Linked DNA regions of Sus scrofa: region 2 is linked to region 1. A link is a contact called in public Hi-C data. All regions are on one chromosome and are shown on one strand. The core of a region is the stretch at or near the end of the contact, and the rest is flanking DNA. Distances in the headings are between cores, read along the strand shown.

Region 1 (6,532 bases), core at 1,066-3,565:
GGCTCACAGTTTAATATCCCATGGGCCACATCCTACTGTGTTGTTACTTGGTCTCAACCTCTGTGCATTACCCCCACCCGCTACCCCGCTCTCATTCCAAAAGCTACCAGAGGTGTAATTAGTGATTATTTCTCCAGAAGCACCTTGAAGGAAATATAAGAACACTGAGGTAAGATAGTGTTGCTTCCTGGATTCAGGGAAGAATTTGGAAAGGTTGGGGAGAGGTACAGTGTTGGAGGGCAAAATGCATTCTGCCCTTTATCTCCTCTGTGAAATCACTGATAAAGCATCTTCCTGTGTGCAAAGTTGGGGCACATAAGTATTTCCCAGCCTTGGATAGCATTAAACCTTTTACTATGGAGTGCCCATATTAAATGGAGTGCACTTTATCCAGAAATGAAGAAATATGATTCTAAGTAAATGATTTTGAACACTCCTTATAGTGGGGCACAGAATAAACATTTTATAATTTTTTATATTCTTTTTAACCCCTTTGGAAATAGCTAAATAGCTAATCAATACATTTGCTTGCATCTTTTCCATTTCCCTCCTTTTCTCCTTTTCTTTCCTTCATCTTTTCTGTGCCATCTCTTTATCTTCAGTTGTAAATTTTTTATTTTCATTTGTAAACTCAATAAAAACACATATGCATGCACACACACACACACACAGGTTATTAACAATCAGTTTTGCTTTGGGAAAGCTCCATTTTTCTGTTTCAGAATCATAGGATTTCATTAATAATATTTTTCTATTTATCTGAATCACTTCAAAATAAAATACTACTAACAAAGGAGCTTATTTCTAAACAATTAATGGTGTATGCTATAGACAGTATGGTCATAGAAAAGTTTCTATGATTATTTTTGTTATTAATCACTATAATTACTCTTTGATTACAATGATGATTAACTCACAGAGAATAAAGCGTGTGCTTATCTTTTTGATCTTCTATTTGCAAAGGATTTGTGTTCTTCCATCCACACATTCTCACCTCACCCTTACATAGCTGTGAGATTGTAGTTTATGAAGTCTATAGCCACAAAGTGACTCACACTGGAGAATAAAAGCCTGTGGTTTCCCTTACATTATCCCTAAGCTGCAACCTTTAAACTCCTTAGGTCAGTGATGATTAATTAAGTATTCTAAAACGTGAATGTGCATGCATACATACTTCTCATAATAAACACTTGTCTGTGCTCCTTTTTCATGACTTTCCCAAAGAGTCATTCAAGCCATTTTTCATATTTCAAGCTATACTATTTAGTGCTTGAAACTCAAGTAGAGCTTGACAATGATTTTTGGCTTGTCACTAGTACTGGGTGAGTCTTATCATTTGCCAATCCACATAAAATTAATTAAAATAAATGAACTACCTAAGCATGATTTTATCAGAAAGTAAATAACAGTGGACATAGAACATCCATATGTATCCATATGTTCACTTTGATTTTTCAGGACCTTAGATCCCTAAGTGCTGGTTGTCTGCTACTAGCAGGAGCAGGAGAACTGACCCTCTAAAAGAAGAGAAAGCTCTAGTGAGGATGGAACAATCCAGCACAGGGAACACTTCATCAGAGTGCCTCAGATTCAGATTCCTGGGCCTCGCCTCAGGGCCATTGAGCCACAATTGCAGGAATCTGCATTTTAACTAGCTTCTCTGTTGTTTCTTATGTATGTTTTGTTTGCAAGCCACTGCCTTAGTGCAGGGGTAAGCACAAAATCTGCAAAGTCCTAATTCTGTAACTCTACCTTTTCTCCATTATTCATTCCTGTTCTCCCAACTCAACAAGCTTTGTGGAACTTGTAAGTTAGTGAATGCCTTTCCAAACAGTAAGAATGAGAGTTCAGAATGGCACGAATTTTTCCATTGCTGGTCTTGGTTCATATTTTAAGACATACCACATGTATTCTGCCCATTGTAGTTGGAAAAGTGATAATGTAGGGACCCAATTCTCTTAAATTTCTGTACACTTCTTCATCTTCACTTCTCTAAGGAGTAGTGCTTATTTTTTCTTGGGTGGAATATGCTCCTTGGATCTCAGAATCCCAGCCTGTAAAATAGGCTCTGGATCCAGGAACCTCTACCTTAGTGACAGTTGGCCCACAAACACGTGCACTCAGTGATTGCTGGCTGCGGTGAGCCTAGGAGCCCTGCAGCCAGGACTAGCATTGTTCTTGATCACTTAGGATATGTGGCTTTTCATGAAAGAGTCTTTCAGTCAATACCAGTGTTCCTTATGACCTTGCAATTACCTCTATCTGCTGAGCAGTCACGAGGGGCCTTCACAACACTGGCATCCCAGGCAACACGGTGATCCACATTCCCAGCCTTTAACCTCTCTCCATACCCAGCTGCTGCCACTAACCTCTCTTGGATCCAGATATTTTTAACACCTCACATTAGGGGTTCTCTGCTGTGCCCAATTCTTGTTCCAGTGTTTCTTTGACATGAACAAATATATTCACGTGCTGGCTCACAGCAGTGAGTGTAGTGAAGGTTTTTTTCATTAAAAATTTTTCTCCTATTTTATAAAACCAAAAACATTAAATAACCATGAAGTCCTTTGTGTCAGCTTAGGCTTATAGAGCACTGAAAAGTTCAAAGCTATGTGTGGTAATATCATTTTGAGGGTAAGAGCTTTCTTGTTTTGTAACCAGGGTGCCCAAGTGGGAAAAATATGGCCAGCTGGTCTGTAGTGTATTACAAAGTGATTTTGTTTTGCTCTCTAATTTCATAGGTTAATATTGGTGTTTTAATTATTCGAAATGCTGATGTGATAGTCTACTTAGAGCAGTAGGGAGAGGCAGGGTATGCCTTTGCAGACAGGAACCCACCAATATGGCCCAGAGTCCTCTTGGGATTTCAAAGGCGGCAGAGGAAACTCCTTCTACTGGGTAACGAAAACTTCCTTTTCTATGATTTACACACAGCCCAGTAAAGAGTCTCATCCATTCAGGAGCCTCACAGAGGTTGCATGACTTGTTTCCAGTTATAAAATTACTAAGCAGTGAAAAGGAGACTACAGCCAAGCTGCCTACTTCTGCTCTGGTGTTCTTTGGACAGCAGTCAGTCTTCAACGCTAAGGAGAAAGCATTCATGATCCTTCAAAGGCAGATGAGGGACAAGTCATTGACCTTCACTAACACCCCTTTGAGATGCAGAGAAGTGACTGAATTTATTTGAAAGTCTTGTAATTTTTCATATTTTGCTTTGACACCTCTGTCTTTCCCAGTTGTTAGAAATGGATATTATTTACTGATTATTTTGCTTGCAATTGATTTGCATACTGTTATTTCATATTGTTAAATGGTTTGCTGATTAATGACTAATGTTGATTTGGACTAAATGTAATAGAAATTTATTTGTAAATTTAGATATATAATTTAGCTGCTAAATGGTATCATGGAGCTGTTGGAGGTGATTTTAGACTAATTCCTTGCAGGGAAACTCTGCCCATAATTTCCTCCCCTATCCTATATTAATGTTTTAAGCTCCCCTCTCTTTCTTTTTTTTTAAAAAAATTCATTTGCATGTCTGGATTTTTTTTTTTTTTGTCTTTTTGTCTTTTCTTGGGCCGCACCCGCAGGCATATGGAAGTTCCCAGGCTAGGGGTCTAATTGGAGCCGTTGCCAGCGGCCACAGCAACGCTAGATCCAAGCTGCGTCTGTGACCTACACCACAGCTCACGGCAACGCGGGATCCTTAACCCACTGAGCAAGGCCAGGGATTGAACCTGCAACCTCATGGTTCCTAGTCGGATTCGTTAACCACTGAGCCACGATGGGAACCCCTGCATGTCTGGATTTTAAAGTGAACATTCTCACAGGCAAATATTGCTCCAAAGCCCAGGGTTAACATAAATTATTTTAAATTCAGAATGTGGTAGATATCTACTAAACAATTTCTTTTCTGAAGGGTCAGAAAAAATTAAATATTAATTTGAATATATTTTCATGACCTTGATTGAATCTGTATGTTGTGCACCATTATCAAGTTATAGCAATATAAAGTATTTATTATATTATTAATCATTATTTGAATAAATACCAGATACTTTTATTAATACAGGATTATTGGGTTATAGAATTTCTGAGCTGTTAGGAAACACTTGCTGATGAAGACTCTGGGGTCCAGAGAGGTTTAGTAATGAACACACATACACTCACAAGCTAGCTGTTGAGTCAGTAATATGAACTTTTTAATATATTCTGCACTTGGGTATTATACTTGTGCTTATGCCTTGGTATATTTGGTATTTTTAATTATTCCATAATATTTCAAAAAAATTTTCAACCTGAGGTTTTCATTTTTGCATTCAACTTCTAAACACATATGCTTCCATTGATTACTTTTTATTTCTTCTTCATATACACCATAAATATTTTCAGCTTAGAAGTCAGTTTCAATGGTAAAGAGAATCTAAAAAAGAATTTATACCGTAGATATTTTAATGTATTTATGCTCTTTTTACAAATAATATTTTAATATGCCATGGTAAAATTGTATCTCTCTTGTAAGGTATTAAATTTGGTAACTGAAAATGGTTCTCCAAAGGAATGTAACTCACACTAATTCCGTGTGCTCTTTTTTACTTATAGCTTGACAGTCTACATGTTTAAGTCTACCAGAAAAAAAAAAAAAAATCACTGGATATGAAGTTGCAATACAGATCAAAGTCTGCATCCACATCCTCACATTGGTGACCTTGGGTAAATTTCATTTTTGTGCTTTTGTTTCATTTTCTTTAAAATGAGTTGTTGAAAGCTTCAAAGACTCTTTCAAAAATTTCATGAGCTTAAAAGATTTGATTGAAAAATATGTGTGGCCAGTGTTACCTGGCTACCCAGTATTTTCATGGACACATACTTGTTACATATGTCTGAAGTTCCCTTAAGGAAATTAACTCTTTTTAGGTGTGAGATACGGGCATTGGGGGAAAGGAGATAAATAAGAAAAGTAAGGGGAAACAAGTTAGTGACAAAGGAGGCATGATACCCAGTTGAAATGATTCCTCTTTTACTTCTTTATATCTACTGTCTAGTTATTCCTATTTGAAAACTTACTGGCACCAGGTATTATCAACAGGGATGACTAATATGTAATTTTTATCTTTACTGGGTTACATTTGGCCCACAGACAGTTGACAGCTGTCAGTCAGGTGGCTGGTCAATGAGGAGATACATATAAAGCTGCCAAAATATTTTTGTTTCTTTAAATACTTACAAGTAAACCATTTTAGCTGGAAACTTCTTTGTCTTGAAATTAAATAAATTGATGTTCAGAATGTAATTTATTGAAGTTGGTTTTTTGGAGAGCTGATACTTTCCCTATGAGTATCTCTATGAATTTATGAGGTAAACAAAATGTTTTTGTGAAAGGGAAGAATAATTAATTTTTTCTCCACTATAAGCTGTCCTTAATAAATGAAGATTTTTGCAAATAATGCTTAAAGTTTATGTGTTTTAATATTAAACTTTTAGGGTACATATGAGTCATTGCAAATTTAAGCCACAGTTTCTGACTAAGATTTATTTAAAGAAACCATCCCCATACATTGCGGGAGTTGGCATAGATATTTTCCTGAAGTAAAAGTTGAAGGTTTATCAGAAAGGACAAGTATGTAGCTGCATGTTGAACTAGGAATTAAAGCTTCTTCTCATGATTAAAAGAAAATATCTTGGAATTTTAGATTAAGCCCACCATTTAGGGTGGGATTAAAATTATAGATTTTAGTTATTTAGAAATATTTTAACTATACCTGATATCATTTTTAAAAGGTTAAGTCACACTTAAAAAGTTATGAGAGTCATAAAAAATAATTTGGAATAAGCTTTTATATTACATATAAGTATAATTAGTGTAAATGACAAACAGAATTATAATTATAGCCAGTGGAATTGCACATAAAAACTTAACAAATATAATTCTGAAATTGACTTGAGTGTTTTTCAGTTTTGCAAATAATCGTCATTTTTGTAATCAAGTACATTGATTCTTTAGGAATATAACATTTAACATTCCAAATAAATTAAAAAAAATTATCAAGTGCATGGAATACATACTCATTCTTTAAGAGACCAGTGAAGTTATCTAAAAAATTCAGTGACCATGGTTACTCAGGCGCCAGAATCAATATAAAGAAGGTGACAAAATATCACATAAAAATAGCAATTTGAAACCACAATATATTCCTTTTTAAAAATAAAATATACTTTAATTTTTTGAAGCATATCCTATAATAATAATTTATAATGTAAGTCAGATTTGAGTTTTGAATTTTTAAAATATAGTTTCATTAGAATGTAGATAAGATTGTATTTTAAAAATATTAGATTTTTTGGTACCATAGATAATTTCTGATTTTTTTAAAATATCAGATTTTAAATATTTCATGATTTTAAATAGCAGTTAGCTTAGTCTGAAAGAGTATGATACATATAAATTTGTGACATATCTGTGTCATCATTGGTTTGAAAATTGTTTTAGATACTGTGGTCGTTAAAAAAGTCAGATCTTAAAAAAATCAGA
Region 2 (6,762 bases), core at 1,545-4,044, 350 kb after region 1:
GGCAAAGTGTCAAGCTAAAAAGACTATGTTTCCTAGAGTAATTTGCAGCAAGATTTGGCACTGTGACTAAGTTCTAGTCAAAAAAGTATATTTAAAGTGTGTAGTACTTCCAGGAAGTCTTATTCAGAAAGGAAGGGGCAGAACTTTCTTCTTCTTGCTATTTGGATGCCAGGGAGTGGCTGGAACTGAGGAAGCCATCTTCAATCTTAATTCATAACACTGGGGGTGATGGTGCAGCAAGAAAAAGGAGCTTGGTTTTCTGCAGATCCTGGAACTACTATGTATAGAGATTGCTTGCCTCTGGATATCTTTCCTATGAGAGAAAAACAAACTCTTTTCTTGTTTATCCCACTGTTATTTTGCTTTTGGTCATTTGCAGGTGGATTTAATTCCAATTGACTCAGGGGGAAAAAACCCCAAATTCCATATCCAGAGTTCAGAGTGAATAGCACTGAACATTGAGCAAGGTGCGGATGTGCTGGGTTAGGAAGGAAAGGTTATGGAAAGTAACTGTTCATAGAACTTATAAAGGTACAAATTACCACTTGAGAGAAATTAAACTACTGAGAAAATCATGTTATTATCAGTGGTAATACTCCAAGTATGAGTAGTCAGATGCCCTAAGTAGATTACAAATATCCCTCATTTCTTAATTGAATTGGGAACAGTAACATGTCCAGGTGCCTGCACTTCAGTTTGGAGTCCTGGGATGTCTGGACAACTTTCCTTAAAGCAATGCATACTCTAAAGTACTGTGGTATCAACAGACTTCAAAGTGCTTTCACAACTTCCCAGAAGGGTTTCAGCTCATTTAAGTACAACATGACCGGGTATGACTACCCATTGTAATATGCTAGCATGTGAATTCATTATGTGCAATATCTAAGCTCATCATGTTGATCTAAGCATTTTGATGGCCGGAGCACATAGATCCATCTTAATACAAACTCTGAAGTTTTGGCTTTCAGGAATACATCACGGACACATTGCCTTACCTCTCTGTGGAATCAGAGGGCTTACACTTGGGTATCTGAGGGCTTGCTAGGAGTGGGAGCAGATGGTAGTTTTTATATGTTCTTTTTATAAATGCATTTTGAGCAGGTTTTTTTTTTGCATGAATATTTCATTTATGACAGGGTGCTGCTTAGTTATATAAAAAGTAAATACATAACGAGCGAGGTGTAAGTATAGCAGCAATGTAGTGTTGAGGCTAATGGGTGGAGAGGATTTTAAAAATACAAAGAATTCTCATTTTCAAAAAGTACTTTGCAAAGTTGAGGAGATAAATGACTTGTTTCTTTCCTACTTCCTTTATCCCTATTTCCCCCTATTTTCTGTGGGAAAAGAGGGAAAGAGGAAGCTTTATATTCAAGAAGTCAAGCACTGGATTTTCAATCCTTATTGGGAGCATTATTGTACAAGTTTGAGAAAGAACATAAGCAACCCACTTAAAATGAAAATAGTAAGGGCAAGTACCACAAACAGTAGCAGTCTAAGGTTAGGAGACTCTGGATTGCTACATCTACAGCCAGCAGCAGGAAGAAAGGAGGATGGAAAACAACAGCTGCCAGAAGCTGAAAAGATGGACCTTGATCTTTGTAAGGGACAGGTGGCCAAGATATGCCATATACTTCCCATTGTGCAACATCATGTATATCATCATCATGTTCTGGGCTTCAAAAACTGTTTCTAGGCTTATTTTACCTAGAAAGGATGTTTAAGACAACAGGAGAAAATATATCAAATCCCACTTTCCTATGGAGTTGTTTTAGCTCAGGTCAATATTATCAGTTGCCGTAATTAATTTGAATAGGTATTTCTGATTCTTAGCGTTATTTTAACCTAAGCTATATTAGCTAGGACCTAAAACCAAGAAAACAACTCCATCGCCACCATCACCCTTCTACCCCCAGCACCTGGCCAAAAAAAAAAAAAAAAAAAAAAAAAAAAAATCCAATATTTTTACAGTGGAAAAGTAAGCACTGTGGTAAATTTTCTGTACAGTATTTAGCAAAATATAAGTAGTATGGATGTCCTGCTCTTAAAATGTAATTACAATGGTATTCATGTCTGCAGTGATCTGTAGACAATATCTGTTGTAAGAAGGTAACTTGACAAAGAATGTTAGGTTTTTCTAAATGATGCTTGAAGATGAGTATTTTATTTTATATGGCAGACCCTCAGTATTCATGAGAGATACCACAGTTCCAAATTCATGAGTTTAGCATGCAGTTGTCTCCATACACTGCTCTTTTCTGGATTAGAACCATATCTTTCTGGGATAGTTTTCCTTCCACTTTACTTTCATCACCAGAACTAGCAACTGACTTTATTTTCAGGAAAAGTATTCACAAAGAAAAAAAATTTTTTTTTATCATGTCACGAGAATTACTGCATGGTAACTTGACCACAAGTAGAGAATATCTAAACCACTGTGAGCCAGTCATGTAAGCACAGTCTAACTAAAGGATTCCTGCTAGAGACCGGCCTCTTGACACATGTAATTCAATTTCATGCCTCAGCAAAATTACAAATTGCTGCATATCATGAACCCTTGACTGTTGCTTGAGGGGAGTCAATGTAGCAATGTCAAATCCTCTGCTGGTAACTTATTTCTTTGTATTCTCAAAAAATTGCCTCTAATGCCTTATATGTAGTAGATTATCAATGAGCTTTTGGGTTAGTTGATCATCTGATTGATTACTTTAAGTGTATTTTAGTAAGTACTGAATGGTTAAGAAGTTGGGCAGGCCAATGGAATACTCCACATGGAGTTACCCTTTGGCCCCCTCTAGTGCTTCTCTTAGAGGCAATTTAGTAACTTTAGTTAAGAATAGCATTAGACTAATGGGCGCTAAGCAGTGTTACACCTGTTGTTAGGAGGGAGAAAAGGATTATACAGAAAACAAATGTGGTCTGCATAGAAGGAGTGGATGAAAACATTAGAATGCCTTCTAAACTTTGCTTAACTTAAGGTGAAAAACACTTTTAGAGATTCCTGGGAGTTAGCTTTAGTAATATATCAATGAATCAACAAGTCAACTTCTTTCTCAATCCAAAAGTTGATTCATTACAACCTTCAAGAAAATACATTGCGGAGAATCTTTTGATTCTGCCAGAGATCTTGGGTTACCCATAGGAGTCATTTTAAGAGTGATGTAAGATGTACACATAGTACTTAACCAAAAACTGATAATCTGTACCTGGACTTCCTATCTCCTCTGTAATGAGTTTTGCATATTTGTAAATATTAATTGAATGCATAATTTAAACAATTATATCGTTTCCTTAGTTTTCGAAAATGTATATTGCTCAAAATTTCAATTGGTCCTGAAAAATTTGTCCCTCTCATATCTAATTTTCTTATTGGTAATCTAAAAAATTGCTTGATTTCTGAATCAGAGAAGACATATAGTTTTATACAAAACAGTAATATTTAGAGTTCTATAAAAAGATTTCTATAAAAACCAAACAAATCTTTTGAATAAACAAAAATATTTTAAAAGTTTTGTTTCACTAGATCTTCTCTTTTTTTCTTTCAGACTAAAGGTCTGAAGGTGCTTGGTATTTATTTTTATGACTGATTTACATGTTGTGTGAGCTTTCATCTCAGTTTTGTTGTTGTTGTTTGTTTGTTTTGCTTTGGTGTTATAAAGAGCAAAGGGGAAATGAATTAAATTTCCTGAAGAATATAAAGTGGAATAGTGGAAATAATCATTGCATTTAAATATCAATTACATTAAATTCTATCTTGAGAGTTCTGTAAATCAAGGGGAAAAGGTGATTCTTAATGCTGGTAAAGTATTTCAAGTGTAAATAAGAATGAAGGCCAAGAGCAAGAGAGATGATTGCGATGTAGGTAGATTTAACTGATTAAGAGACAAACATGGATTGGATGAAAAAAGGGAAGTAAAATCAGGGCAAGTCAGTGAAGGAACTTGAAACTGAGGGTTAAAATCTAGTTTTAGAGTTTAGGACAAGCCAAAGATTTAACAAAATATATTCTGTAAATTTTTTTCTAAGAGCACACCATAAAAAAATGGGGTTTCAAGAACGTTTATGAGATAATTTCCTGGGGTAAGTTTTCTTTCTGTTATTTGGGCAGTGATTTCCAGGGCTACACAAAACTCCTGAACTCTCCTTGTAAATTGTCAGTATTTCAACATCAGCATGAATAATGTATGTAAGAGATAGCATAGGAAGAAGAATTCAGATTTGTAAAAGAGGAACAGCAGATGCTGGAAACCCTAATTGTGGTTATTGGGCAATGTTGTCTAGTCCATAGCTCAAGACTTTGACACTTACTGACTTTAACAGGGTTGTGCAATTCATGGACATGGGAATTTAGCTTGGCTGAAAATGAATGTATTTTACCTGATAGTTTTCTCAAGAAGGTGATGGTTCCCAAATGTCTAAATTAATATTTTGACTGAATTCCACCACATATGCCTCATCTCTGCTGAGCACAATGGAAGACTGTGTTTGGGGGTTGATTAACGGAGGATACAGGATTAGCACATAGTAGACTAAATTGTAAATGACTGAAAAGAAGCTCATTTGTGTCTATTTATTCATCCTTATTAATAGTTTTGGGCACTTAGAAATGCCTCAAGGGAAGGCAGAACTGCAAGTAAATAAGTTTGTGAATACTACCATTAAACTCTGGGGTATTTGAAATACACAAAAATGGCGAAAATTAATGGATACCAAGATCTCAAAAAATCAGATTTTCTAAAATACATTTATATTTCCAACTTAAATTATTGCCTCTTGAATACCAAATATTTACCTGTTAGCCTGTAGGTCATATAATAGCTCAATGAATTATTTGTTCAGATGTTGATTTTGAAAGCTATTAAAAGAGTTTTGTTTACGTAATTTTTAGTGAAATTCTAATGTTTTTCAAGCCTCTGAATTTTAAAGATCATTTCTGAGCAACAGCTTTTATTTTCTTTCAGTAAAATTTATTGGGATAGTTGGCTCAGGGCCAGGAAAAAAAGATGGTAAATCAGCTATCTGTTAGTGACAATCCAGAACTTCAACATTTTTCTCATGAAACCTGAAAAATCCTTTCATACTTTTTGGATGTTTTTAAAAAAAAATCCATGTAAGTGGAAGACAAAAGACACGGTTGAGTAAGGAAAATTGTGCCATCAGAATGCCCGTGTTCTTGAGTTCTGGTTCTGTTATATCTAGTTACATAACCTGGAAATTCACCCAAATTATCTAAGTCTCATTTTTCACATCTGAAAAATTAAAGGGTTAGACTAAATAATGTATAAGCCATGTTCCATCTCTTATATTTTATAGCTTTATTACTTTGCAGTCTAACATAGAAGTTTGCAAGCTCCTTTCCAGAAAGTTTTCCTCAAGCCGTATTAATGTGTTCTATTGTTATAGTTAACATTTTCCCAGTCCACTGGGAGAATAGATACTATTTTTTTCCAATTCAGTGCTTTCTTTGATAGTTTTCTTAAAATATTGGTTGCTGCCACCACTTAGCTATGTAAGGATAAAAAGTATTATCTGCTTTAGCATAAACCTATATTTAGTTTAATATCACATGATGGCTAAGAGGAGCTCTACACCTGATGTCACGCAGAAAGGATGTTTCAGTCAGCTCTCCCCTTATCTGACCCAACACATCTTGCAACCTCTCATGGATAGCTTCATGATCAATTTGTTCCTCCTAGCAATAAGATGGCATTTAACATAATAGTATGCACTCAGGGCACTCAGAAATTAGAACTCAGAGGAGGCCAAATAATCGGAACACCTCCAAGGAGCTTACTGGGTGAAGAGCAGGGAAGCAGGATCAGCATTCAGAACTTTCAAAGCATGTGAACAAGTTTGTAGCTGATGATAGCTATAACTTGGTGGAAAAAGTTATTTAGGACAATGTTTTGTATTCCCTCTGTGTGTGAAAAAGGAAAACTGCACGAACCGATAGCTTTGTCTCCCTGGAAGACTACTCTTTCAAATCTTGCAAGACAATCCTATGGGCTGAGAAAGAAGGTTTCTTATTCACGGCAATTTATTTGCTGTACTAAATTAATTCTCTTCTGATACTCATAATCTCTCACTAACCTTGCATTTTTCCTTAACTGTTTCTAAGGCAAGAAATGGAACTTAGAGAATAAATATTATTTCTATCATATTTCACACATTCTCATGTTAGTGCTTAATATTACAATATAATAGATGTATTCTGGATTGAAAAACGCTGATTAGTGTGCCTGAGTCTGCCTGTGACTGTTTTGTGTTTGCATGTGTGCGCACGTGCACATATACACACTTTTCCAAAAAAAAAAAAAATGCCCTTAAGTAAGATTATGACAATGTTTTATTTTGCCTGATTTTAGAAAACCTCAGAACCAGCTCAATAAGATTTTGAGGAATTGGTTGACGGTGAAGTTCTGACAACATAAAGCAGACTGCTTCCCCTCATGTGTCAACCCGAAATCTGTATTTGATCCTGATTAAAAAGTCCGTTCTTTAGGCACATTGGCACTGGCACAATGGGAAGAGGAAAGTTATTGGAGAAAGTATGGTTGAGGAGATAGGAAGAAAACCAAGGTTATTCCGTGTCATCAGTCCCAGTGGAGGAAATAATATAAGATGGAAATGGTGGTAAATTGTGTTGAAAATTGCAAAAAAAAACCTAGAGGATTTTTGATTGATTGCTGATAGTGGAAGCCAGATTAAAAGTATGCAGGGATTAGGTCACAATTATAAAATGCATAGAAGATGACCTGAATGAAT

What was found. A called contact is a pair of places that touch in the nucleus more often than the background predicts.
Region 2: a Hi-C map of fetal skeletal muscle shows a contact between it and region 1, with 2.2 times the contacts expected there. The contact joins two enhancer-like sites. A contact is called at or near these places in 2 of 5 promoter capture datasets (fetal liver and liver), 1 of 47 Hi-C or Micro-C datasets (fetal skeletal muscle) and 1 of 2 datasets of contacts at active chromatin or transcription factors (skeletal muscle).

The regions. Positions count from the first base shown.
Region 1 is chr2:96,288,931-96,295,462 of Sscrofa11.1, forward strand. LOC102159394 (a long non-coding RNA gene) reads left to right here. Exons shown (of 6, transcript XR_002341810.1): 2 at 4,603-4,713. It also overlaps a transcript of MEF2C not described here. Among named protein-coding and RNA genes, the nearest start is that of MEF2C, 75 kb to the left of the region's middle. Within about 2 kb of position 2,316, at least 2 of the 83 cell types and tissues checked have an H3K27ac peak or open chromatin away from gene starts, as enhancers often do. A contact at or near this core is called in fetal skeletal muscle, where this site is marked.
Region 2 is chr2:96,633,632-96,640,393 of Sscrofa11.1, forward strand. No RefSeq gene overlaps it. Among named protein-coding and RNA genes, the nearest start is that of MEF2C, 420 kb to the left of the region's middle. Within about 2 kb of position 2,795, at least 5 of the 83 cell types and tissues checked have an H3K27ac peak or open chromatin away from gene starts, as enhancers often do. A contact at or near this core is called in fetal skeletal muscle, where this site is marked.